2 separate regions of the Lactuca sativa genome follow, and region 2 is linked to region 1. Evidence: chromatin contacts called from public Hi-C data. All regions are on one chromosome and are shown on one strand. Each heading gives the region's core, a stretch centred on a gene start, on an enhancer-like site or on the middle of the called end of the contact. The rest is flanking DNA. Distances are from core to core; before and after follow the strand shown. Region 1 holds the start of LOC111889440 (proteasome subunit alpha type-3). Region 2 holds the start of LOC111889385 (probable mediator of RNA polymerase II transcription subunit 26b).

Evidence for each region. A called contact is a pair of places that touch in the nucleus more often than the background predicts.
Region 2: a Hi-C map of leaf shows a contact between it and region 1, with 5 times the contacts expected there. The contact joins the promoter of LOC111889385 here to the promoter of LOC111889440 in region 1. A contact is called at or near these places in 3 of 4 Hi-C or Micro-C datasets (leaf and seed).

Annotation. Positions count from the first base shown.
Region 1 is chr5:320,908,288-320,913,929 of Lsat_Salinas_v11, reverse strand. LOC111889440 (proteasome subunit alpha type-3) reads right to left here and starts at 2,064. Exons shown (of 9, transcript XM_023885585.3): 1 at 1,842-2,064; 2 at 1,671-1,754; 3 at 1,360-1,433; 4 at 707-793; 5 at 524-608; 6 at 290-336; 7 at 1-64. The coding sequence starts at 1,985. It overlaps LOC122194517 (a long non-coding RNA gene), which reads left to right and starts at 3,492. Exons shown (of 8, transcript XR_008223439.1): 1 at 3,492-4,052; 2 at 4,284-4,338; 3 at 4,734-4,821; 4 at 5,100-5,188; 5 at 5,314-5,450; 6 at 5,563-5,642.
Region 2 is chr5:321,103,495-321,109,136 of Lsat_Salinas_v11, reverse strand. LOC111889385 (probable mediator of RNA polymerase II transcription subunit 26b) reads right to left here and starts at 2,242. Exons shown (of 9, transcript XM_023885527.3): 1 at 1,065-2,242; 2 at 857-925; 3 at 689-771; 4 at 239-291; 5 at 21-145. The coding sequence starts at 1,640.

The DNA of each region.
Region 1 (5,642 bases), core at 815-3,314:
TTTTGCTACTTCAATAACCCCTTGACGACAGGTCATCTCAGAAAGCTTCAACTTTTCAATCTCCCTGTAGTTAAACAATTGCACCCAATATTAGCATATAAAAAATTACACACATATTTAACCATGCAATAGAACACAATTATGAACCATAGTTAATAAATTTGCTCCGTTTGCACAACTTGATTAGCAATTTAACTCAAGCCCATGGTAAATTGAGTTTTACCATGTTAAACACATGCAAAGTTTTAAGCAATGAGAACTTAAGATCAATAAACATGAGTTCACTTACGTTTTAGCAGCCTGCCTTCCCTTCCCAATTGCAGCTCCAAAATATCTCTAAAAGAAATAGCATTAGAATTTAGGGTTAATGTTGTTAATGGGTAGCAAACCATTTGTATTTTATTTCACAAAACACCATTGTTTTAAAAAGATTACTATCATTGCGTAGTCACAAAATACCATTATTTTAATATATTGTTTTGGCATCATCATCACTATTTCTAAAAATAGAATGGTAACTTACATAGGAAACACCGGAAGGTTCAACCATATATAACTGTGGGCCATCACGGTCATAACCTCCAAGAATCACCCCAGATCCAAAAGGTCTGTAGCACAAATACTGCTCTTAGTATATAATAATATAAAGATAAAGATGTAGGTGTTTTCAAATTTGGAAGTGATACAATATTTATGTTCTACAAACCTGAGCCACCAATAAAGTGTGCATAGATGCACATAGCTAGCAACACGCTCAGCAAGTTCTTTAACTGGAATTGGTTCGCCATAAGTACTGCAAAATGCACAAAACTTTGATATTGTAAGTCATGATGTTTTTTATCTGAAAAATAAATGTGTATTTGCTTCTAAGAGGCTAGAATTATTACAAGAATAAATTCAAAGTGTAATGTATGACTGCCCTTATGAAGATAGTTTATGACATGTAGCTATTAATATAGAGGCTGGAGATCATTGCTGATTGTTTAGTTTAGTTTTAGGGAAGACAGTGGCCATAATTTGGAACAATAAAACCTTAAATATTCAGATAGGTCAAGCTAACAGAAAATGATTACACGATTTCTTGTAGATGTTCCTTAAAAAAGATTTGTTGTCTGCAATAGATGACTGTCATTGTCAAGAAGAACGGATGCTTCTATTCATACAAACTCCATATATACATGATCTCACTTTAGGCACCAAAGAGCTTAAAAGGCCAATAATGCTCAAGAACATATCTATTCCTATAAACTCATAACATTATGCAATATTTATTAAAAACCTAACTAATGGCATCTTGCTACCTTAAGGATGTGATAAAAAGGAAGGCATAAAAGTAAATAAAATGGAATGTGAGAAAACCTTTCATAGTTTTGGGCTTCAGATTTGGCTCTTGCAACAATCTGTCTCCCGTCTGCAGCTAATCCGGCTACACCCTGTACAGGGTAACACCAACGGAAGCATATATTCAGCAGATAATAAAGCACTCACAAAAGACTAGAGTGATGGATAACTTCTCAATACTTTTACTTGCTTATTATAAGGATTTCAATATCATAAATAAGATGGAATTGACCATGACTGAGCATTCAACGCCTTCAAATTGCATAATCAGTCATATCACAACAAAGTACACCCTTCAGATATAGCAACAAAAACAAATTTCCATTTACCATCCCAGAATGACGATGCACGGAGTGGATTCTACGATTAGATCCAGGCAACATCATCTTCGACGCAATCAGCTTCTCTACTCCCTGTATTTCAAAAATCATCCGCGGTCAATAAGCAGTAACAACCATACCTTCAAATTTCGAAGTTCACAATGAACAAAGAAAAATTACAATAACAATGCCATCTTTGCATTTGATGCCGACGACGGTGCCGCTGTTATCGACAGCTTTAGCAGCGTACTCGATCTGAAAAACCCTACCGTCCGGTGAGAAGGTTGTAACCGATAGATCGTAACCTGTTCCTATGCTACTCATCTTCTTCTAGGGCGAATTTGATACTACTGATTTTGTTTACTGGCTTCTCGTTTGATTGGGGTTTCGGAATAAGTGAAGAAAAAGGGCAAAGTTATAAGCGGGCTGGTTGTCTTTCGTCTCAAGAAAAGAAATGAGCAAGATGCGACAAAGTAGACCCTCAACAAGTGGTTAATTGTAGTTTCGCCCCCTCATATTTCTCAACAAAATTTCCCTAAAATACCATCAATGATAATTAGGAACGGCGACGGGACGGGTTCGGGGTGGCACAATGTTTTTCAAACCTGTCCCGATATCTTTTGGGTATCTTATCGGGGCGTTTCATCGGGTTTCAGGTTTTTTCGTCGACTTTCAGGTATCTTATCTGGTTTACTGTAACGAAATTGTATTCCGTTTTAGGGGACCCCATTGTCTTATAAAAATATATGTTCTAGCATCCCTTTAAATTAAAAATATGATGAATCACTTTAATAAAATAAATAGGATGTTATTTTAAAAATTATTTGATTTAAATTTAGTGTAATACGTCAAAACATAAAAAATGATCATTCATACCAAATTGTTAATAATTAAAAAGATTGTCCACAGTAAGTATTTTATCTTTGAATATGTGCAATTAACATCAAAAGGATTCTAACATATTATATATATATATATATATATATATATATATATATATATATATATAATCGGGGTGGGGCGGATCGGGTGAGGATAACCCACTTCCTGCCCCGAACCCGATATAAAACCCAATAACGACCCGTTCCCCAACCTGAAATGATTGGGTTTCGAGTTTCCCCTTTGGGTTCGGGCTTTTTTGTCATCCCTAGTGATAATGATAACGATGAAAAGGATATTAAGGGATCTAACCACAATTTAAGGCGTATTCGGAAAAAAATAATTAGAAAATTTTGTTTTTAGAAAAAAAAAATAATCATTTGGTTTGAAATAGCCATTTCAAATCAATAGAAAATATTTTTTCTGACAAAAAATACATTTTTGATTAACATTCCGAAATTTCAAACCAACATTGTGGATTCTAGACTGAAATTTCGGATTTCGAGAATAAGTTTGAAATCAAATGAATAAATTTGGAATTTCAAGAAAAAAAATCATATTTTACTTAAATCAGACATTTTATTAAAAATAATGGCATTAAGCACTTCAAGAAAGACATTTCAGACATAAAGTGGGGATATTTTCTTTCAAAAAAATGGAAAAAACAAAAAACATAACTCTTGAATCTGAAGATCAAATCTTGAATGGAGCATTATAGAATAAGTATTTATTTAAACAACTCCAAATAGATATTTTGGATATACGTAGAGAATTTTTCTTTGAACAAGGCATTCAAGATAAATTGTATTTTTCAAAAACTAGAAAAAAAATTGTTATTATATATATATTAAATTTTTCCTACCTTAGCTACAGTGAATGTGATGGTTTTTTGACAAATATCGTCCTTGGTTTATTCCAGATTGACAGGTCGGTCTATTTACTTTCCTTACTCTTATATTTTTGACATTCACTATATTTTCCGTTCCTTGAAACCACCGACCATGCACCGCACCGCCCCTATCATCCAATTTCGTTCCTCCACCGCCTCATGTATTACTCTTTTATTCCATTTTGTGGCAAATGGAGTCGGTTCCTTCATAGAACTCCCAACAGCAGATGTAGCGACGATTACTTCGTCAATTTTGCTTTGGTCTTTCTCTATTCGATCACGTCTTCAATTTCCAACAAACCACCGGTCAAAGGCCAGAAGATCCGTCTAATACACGAAGGGGTTTCTACTGATTTAAGCCCTAGATCGATTGAAGTGTTTTAGTAAGAAAAATACAATTTCTTTTATCTCTGTTCCGATCAACACTCGCCTACGACGTCACCGTTGACTACGTGCTCGAACGCTGTCTTCACCGATACATCGGTGACATGCACACCTTTTATCGACGACGCGTATAACAAAAACAATTTGTTTTGGTGTTTGATTTGGGCTTCCACGTTCTCTGGTCCAACATCTGTTATAAGGTTCTTACAAGTTCTATTCAAAATTTTCTCTTCATCGAGGTTCGTATACGACTATACTATGATTGTTTTGTTTTCTTTTGTGTTTTTTTTGTTAGCATCGATTTCTTACAGATAGTTACTAATCAATCTTCTTTTCTTTACTTCACCATATTCTGCAGTAATTAACCGTGCTTTCTTTAGTAATCAACCGAAATATGTAGTCCCCATTTCATTCTACACCAATCCGCCCTAATCTTTAATTCTTTCTTCATTTTGTTATTGTCTTTTCAGTTCTGCTGCTATCGTTGTTGCCCAAGAAAGCCCTAACATCAATTTCTTAGAGATGGTTAGTAATCAACACTTCTGCTGATTTCGTTATTTCTGCAAACACTGACTTCTTATGGTGTGTTGTTATTCTATATGAATAAGGTTTTTTTCTTCTTCATCCTTTTTGTCAATCGAAATATCAAATTTGACAGTTTTCTCAAATTTTAAAGAAAGGTTTCATGTTGCATTCCAACTGCTTGATAGAATGCTTGAACCAAGTTTATCAATTGTTTCTCTAATCCTTTCATTCAACTTCATTTTTTTTTTTTTTTAAAATGGGTTGACCTCAGATAGATGGAAGTGGTTAGTTAGTTCGTCTTCCTAAAATCATTTTTCTGAATTCTGTTCCACATTCCAATAGGGTTTTTTTTGTCATTTTAGGAAGTGATTAAGCTAATGGCTGTATTGAAACAGAAAGAAGCAAAGGAAGATGATCCAGCACCAAAAAACACGTGGGCTAAGTGGAGACTTGGAGCTGTTATCAGAGTTGTTGTTTTAACAGGTGAACTTTAATGGAGATTAATGTTGATATAGTTATAGTTGCTAAAATCATTAGGTTTACCACATATAACTTTTGCAAATCTTGAAATTTTGCTGTTTATCAATTCTTTTAATTTTTTTCCTTTTTACTTTTTGATATTTTGTTTTTACCGTTTAATATCTGTTCTATTCAAACCTTTCTTTTTCATGTTTATAAATATGGAGTCAAGAAATAGTTGATACTTTTTTGTTGGTATTATTAACAACGTGTATTTACCTTTAACACTTAATATACTGTAGCTTTCTCAATTGATTTGTTAAAGTTACTTCTTGAATGTTGGAGCTAATTGATGCATGCATTGGAAGAGTCAAACAGTCACCCTTTTCAGGTGAAATGTATGCTCACTTTGTACACTTCTTATTAGTAATTCACTGTCTTTTCTAGATCATTTAGTATATAGCAAATACAAATTTTGACTATTCTGCCCTTTTCATTTCATATTTGCGATTACAGGAGACTCTTCAAAGTCTACCTAAATGGGAAGAGAAGTAGATGTTCAAACAGTATGTTTCAAATGTATCAGAATCTCTGACCTAAATACCCTACAGATTCATGGTCACCCATAACACTACCACTTTTCCTCATAAAAAGTAACCTAGGAATTTAGATTGAAGTTTTGTCAAAAAGGGACATGTGTTTTATTTTACTGATGTTTAAAAAAAAAATTATGGATTAAAGAGTTCACATGTTATGTTTTTATAGGATAGGAGAATACGAAAGGTGATGAGGCAAAATCATAAAGCTAAAAAAGAAGCAGATTCTAAAGCTTGAAATACTACCTG
Region 2 (5,642 bases), core at 993-3,492, 200 kb before region 1:
GAAAAATGAGATTTGCATACCTCGGATAGCTCCAATGACATTGCGTGAGGGTTCAAAAACGCTAAATCGTCTAAAGGAGGTGACGGAAGGCCTTCCTCTTCATCAAGAACAGATGGATTCATCGACTCCGGGGTAGCTTCAGAAACTGCAAGTTCAAAGCATCGTAATTTCTTTAAAAAAATGGAAAAAAATTTAAGACAAATAATATAATATTTTTCACTAAAAATTGACGAATTACCGGTCACTTTAGTCGTAGCCTTCACCCATTCATCTACCATCCGCTTCCACACCCTGAATACACAACAATATCAGCTCAGGGGTCACTGGAAGAATAACCTTTTTGCAGAAGCGACAAAATTAAAATTGATATATCCATGGTTGCGTGCGAGTTTTTAGGAGCTAAAAGTTAGCTAACCACACGAGCATAATTTGCCATAATTGAACTTGCGGAGTTATTTTATTCCAAATTAATGTGATCAAAACAATTATACGATCTCTTTCTATAGTAAAACACAACCTAAATAACGTGTAGCTCCCGCAAGTTCATGATAAGTCTAATTAATTATGAAAGATGCGTAAATTTTTGAAAACCAAGTGTAAGAGCTAGTTTCTTTTTTATTAAGTCTACTAACTTATGCATTGTTAAATGCATAATTGCATATAAAGTCAATAGGAAAAATTTTCGTACTCAATTAGCACTTTTGCAATTTGGCGAACATCCTTTGATGCATGCTTTCGAAGAACATTAACGGATTTTCCAATCTCAGTTGCCTGAAATATAATTTGAACAAACATAAGAGAAGGATAATTCAAGGGTTGAATTGGTGGATAATTCTGTAAAAGATTATATCCAAACCTTGAGTGTTTCTACTGATAAATTCATCAATTGAAGCTTCCTTAACGAATTACATATGTCGAATGTAGACTGAGAAGCACAAGAAATAAGATCAAACATTCTTCAACCAGAATTAAATCAGAAACAATAAGTTAGTCATTAAGTTATTCAAACTAACAAGTAATTGAACTGAATTCCATTTAATTAGTGAAGTAATAAAGAAAAAAACCTCATCTGGGCTGTTGTCAACAATCTCTTTAATCCTCATAACCTCATCAAACATCTGGGATTCTTCTTCAATTTCATCGGTAAGAGCTTCTGCATCTCCATAGCTGTAATTGCTAACATGATGGTTCATTTCATTAACCTCTACATCACGACGATGATGATCATCATCATCATCTTCTTCTTCTTCCTCTTCTTCATCATCATCATCATCGTTTCTAGAACTATTTATCACCTTGCTGCTCTCTTTACTCCAGTTCCCATCAACATCTGTTAATTTACTCTTATACTTAACCCCTTCATCTCCGTCATCATCACCAGCATCATCGTCATCGTCATCGTCATCAGCATTATCATCTACAGGCAAGGCTAATTCCTCTTTATCACAACCAGAGCATTTGATTAATCTACAGGAGAACAAAGTCTGAGCAATCGAATCTCTCCTAATCCTAAACTCGTTTGGATAATCAGAAGCAGCCATCATGATCGCTCCTTCAATGATATCGAATATATTCGCATTAGCGCTACCAAAATACTCCCTCCAGTAATCCATCCGTGCAGCAGATTTTGGGACCGACATAGCAACAAACGTCCCCACCAAACTCAAAACGAAACCCACCCAGATCAGATAACTATACAATATTAAAGATTAAAACCCAGAAACCAAAAATCGACTAACCGATCTCGTTGACGCCCATAAACATAAAACCTTAATTTATCAGCAAATTTGGGAGAATTTGTGCAAATAAATGAAAGAAATCCAACAAAACCTTACAAGATATGTGCACGATGGAAAGATCTCTACAGTTAGATTAACAAAAGAAAACAGAAACTGAATAGAATAACTCCTAATATATCAAATTGGGTGCTAATTTCTGTCGTTCTTGTTGGGAAAAGAGAACTTTATGAGAAACCCAAATAGGGTTTAAAAAATAATCAATGAAAGATGGATTATAGAATCCGAAATCGACGATCAAAATCGAAATAGTTGCGATTAAGAATATTAACATAGATATTCTGGTTCTAGAGGAGGGAATTCTTTGATTCACCGAGCTCAAGTGGAGGGAATATGAAGCAGGTGTACGCAACGCAGTGTGTGAAAAGGAGAATCCCCTCTCAGATTTCACTTTTCACCACTTAAAGACTTCCCCTTTTTGCTTCGTGTCTATCTCAGACTATTCGGCAGAGTCGATAAACTACAAAACCCACGGTTTTTATATTTCTTTTATTTTTATTTGAGCGTCAATAAATAATATTATATTTAGTATTAGATATCTCCTATTTTTTATTTTTATAATTATTCATATCCATTAAAATTATGACAACTCATCATTTAATTTAATATATTCATAATATAAACTTAATAAGTTAGTTAAAAATTTTTAAAATGATGATATTTTTCATAATCTCATTGGGTAGGACATTTGTAGGCATAAAAAATAAGAAGCAATTAAATTACTCTTCGTATTATAATGTAGTTACTTTATTAGGCTGAGCATTTGGACATCTAGACAGGCTCTGAACCAGTCTGAACCGTTTCAGTTCAAGATCCATTAATTTCTACAAAAACGGTTCGGTCCAAAAATCGGTCTAGTTTGGTCTAAATACTCAATAGGTCCGATCCATGGTCCACCAATTTTTTCCAAACCGGTTCGATCTAAGACCCGGTCTAATCCGATTCGATCTAAATGTTCGCCGCTACTTTATACCAAAAAAAATGATTTCGGATACTATTATACTATTTTAACTTATTCACGAAAATGACATATTCATCATTCATATCATCTAATAGCTTCTTTTAGAAAATAACATATAAAAAGTTATATTTTTCTGTAAAAAGTTTCATCAATTTGTGACATTACTTTTTTAATAGTCGACATTCTTAATATTAAAATTATTTTATACATTTTTCATTTAGTTGGCAAAAAATCATGATGTTGTTTTTCAATGTTTTTTTAGATTAATATATTTTGTAAAAATGGTATATTCGATCGAACATTTCTAATGTGAACACCGTTATCTTTAAGTCAAATTGGTTAAGATATTTAACACTAAAGTATTTGGAGGTTATTTAAGCCTTTCATTTGTTGATCTTCTTTTCTGTTTTGTCACATCATCTACTTATTATTATTTTTTCAAACAAAATATTTTTAACTTTGATACTTTATGATTATTGACAATTTTTAGAAAAAAAAAATAATTAATTAATTAAATTACTCATATCATTATTAAATATTTTAGGGTAAATTACACGAATGGTCTCTATAGTTTGGAGTAATCTATATGTTTGGTCTCTAACAACTCTTTTTAACTTGACAATCTTTATTGTTTTGTTTTGTTGCGTCGTTAGTCCCTGCTTATCTTAAAAATACTATTTTGCCCTTCTTGATATATATTTTTTAAATTTTTTATTATTAATAACGCTATTAGCGTCAAAATAACATGAAGAGATCGGTTGAATATCGGCTAAAGTCATAAATTAATTCAACCCGACCCTTACCCGAAGAAGGTAATTAGAGTCGGGTTCAGTAGGGTTAGAATTCCAAATCAAGTTATTCGGGTTAACCCGACAAACTCGATTTGTAGTTGGGGTCGAGTTTAGGGTTGAATTTTACAACAAAAAAAAACAAGAAAAAAAAAATCGGGTTTCGGGTCAGCCCGGATAAGAATTCACAACTTTTATATATTTCACTGCTCTCTACTTAAACAGTATAAAAAGACTAAAACCCTTTGAAAATGTAAGTTTTTATGACTCTAGAAGCATACGATGGTCAAGTAACTCCTGTTTGTGAAGTTGAAGTCCAAAAAGATATAAAACCTTTACATCTCAAAAGTACTGGAGTGACCGAGAAAGTAAAGATTTTATTTTGATAGTTATTTCTATTTTAAACTAACTATAAACATGAATAAACTACATGGTGTTGATCGTTAACTAGAGACTGAAAGTTTATCTATTTAATATTTATAATGAAAGAACTCTTTTAGCTATTGTGGTATGCATGTTTTCTCGTATATTGTAATAACCATGAGGTCTATGATTTTTTATTTTTAATTCAGTTTGTATGCATTCTTGACGTTAAGAAAAGAGTAAAAAAATGGTTTGGGTTTATATCAAATTGCACTCTTGAAAAAACCATATATATTATGTTTAAAATTAAGTGTTTAATGTATTAAGCCGGCTAACCCTACCCTATTAACCCGAAACCCGATTAACCTGAAACCCGATTAACCCGAACTCGACCAACCCATTCCTTAATAGGATTGGGTGTCGGGTTAAATTATTCTTTGTGAAAACCCGACTAACCCGACATGTTTAACCCGAAACCCGATTAACAACCCTCCCCCTGGTGGTACAAAATTGTGTAGTCATAATCCTTGACTACATCAAGCCACCTACATTGTCTCATGTTCAGATTCGGTTGATCCGTGAGATATCTCAAACTCTTATGATCTGTGTAGATGGTACACCAGACCCCATACAAATAATGTCACCAAATCTTGAGAGCAGACACCATCGCTCCCAACTCCAAATCATGTGTCGGATACCGAACCTCATGTGGCTTCAGCTGCCTAGAAGCATACTCAATAACCCTCCCTCATTGCATAAGAATTGCCCCAAGACCAGTGATGGAAGCATCACAATAAACAACAAAGTCCTCAAGACCCTAAGGAAGGGTCAATATCAGGGCCTCACATAACTTCTATCTTAGTGTCTCGAATGCAAGCTGTTGCTCAGACCCCGAACGAAAATCCATGCCCTTCCTTGTCACACCCCCAAACCGGAACGGTGGAAACGTTCGGGGGCGGAGGACGTCATGTGTAGTATCACAATAATTGTATCATAGCAAGCATAGTAAACACAACCAAACATTGAATACATATATGAACAAGGTTTAAATTGTCTTAGTACATAGTTTTGTTCATATCCAAAGTAAAATAGAAAGACGTGATTCTAACGCTCCGACTTCTCCAATCTCCTGAAAGTACTTGTCTACTAATCCCCTGAGAATACAAGCAATTTTGAAAGAATATCAGCATAAAGCTGGTGAGTTCATAAGCATTTAGTTTTGGTGGAAAATGTTTCTTTGATCCTTTTGAAAAGTGTTCCTCAAGAAAATCCTATATTTTCTTAAGAAAAGCGTGTTTGAAAACTCATTCCTTCCATGACTTCCCAATTCATACAAGGTATGTACAATCCAAGGAGTCATGGAATTTATATGAATATCCGTTAGTTACATGTAAAAACAAATACTTTAATGAAAAGTCGAGTTATCCCGGGAAAATCCTATATTTTCCCTAAAAATAGGTTATCCGTCCTAGAGGTAGAGATGCAAGTTTAGAAATCCCTGATTACTATCAGTGTATTTATGAAAATAGTTTTATTACTCAAGATAAAACAATGAAGATTAGAGTCTGTAAACCAAAGTTAGTTTATACTTATTTACGAGTCGTATAACCATACTTGATATGACCGAGAGACCTTTATAATGTTCTTCAGGCGTTAAGCTAAATGACATTTGTTCACCACAGGCATGCCTGCCTAACTGTAGCTAGCAGTTCTGGTGTAGGATTGTCAGTACCG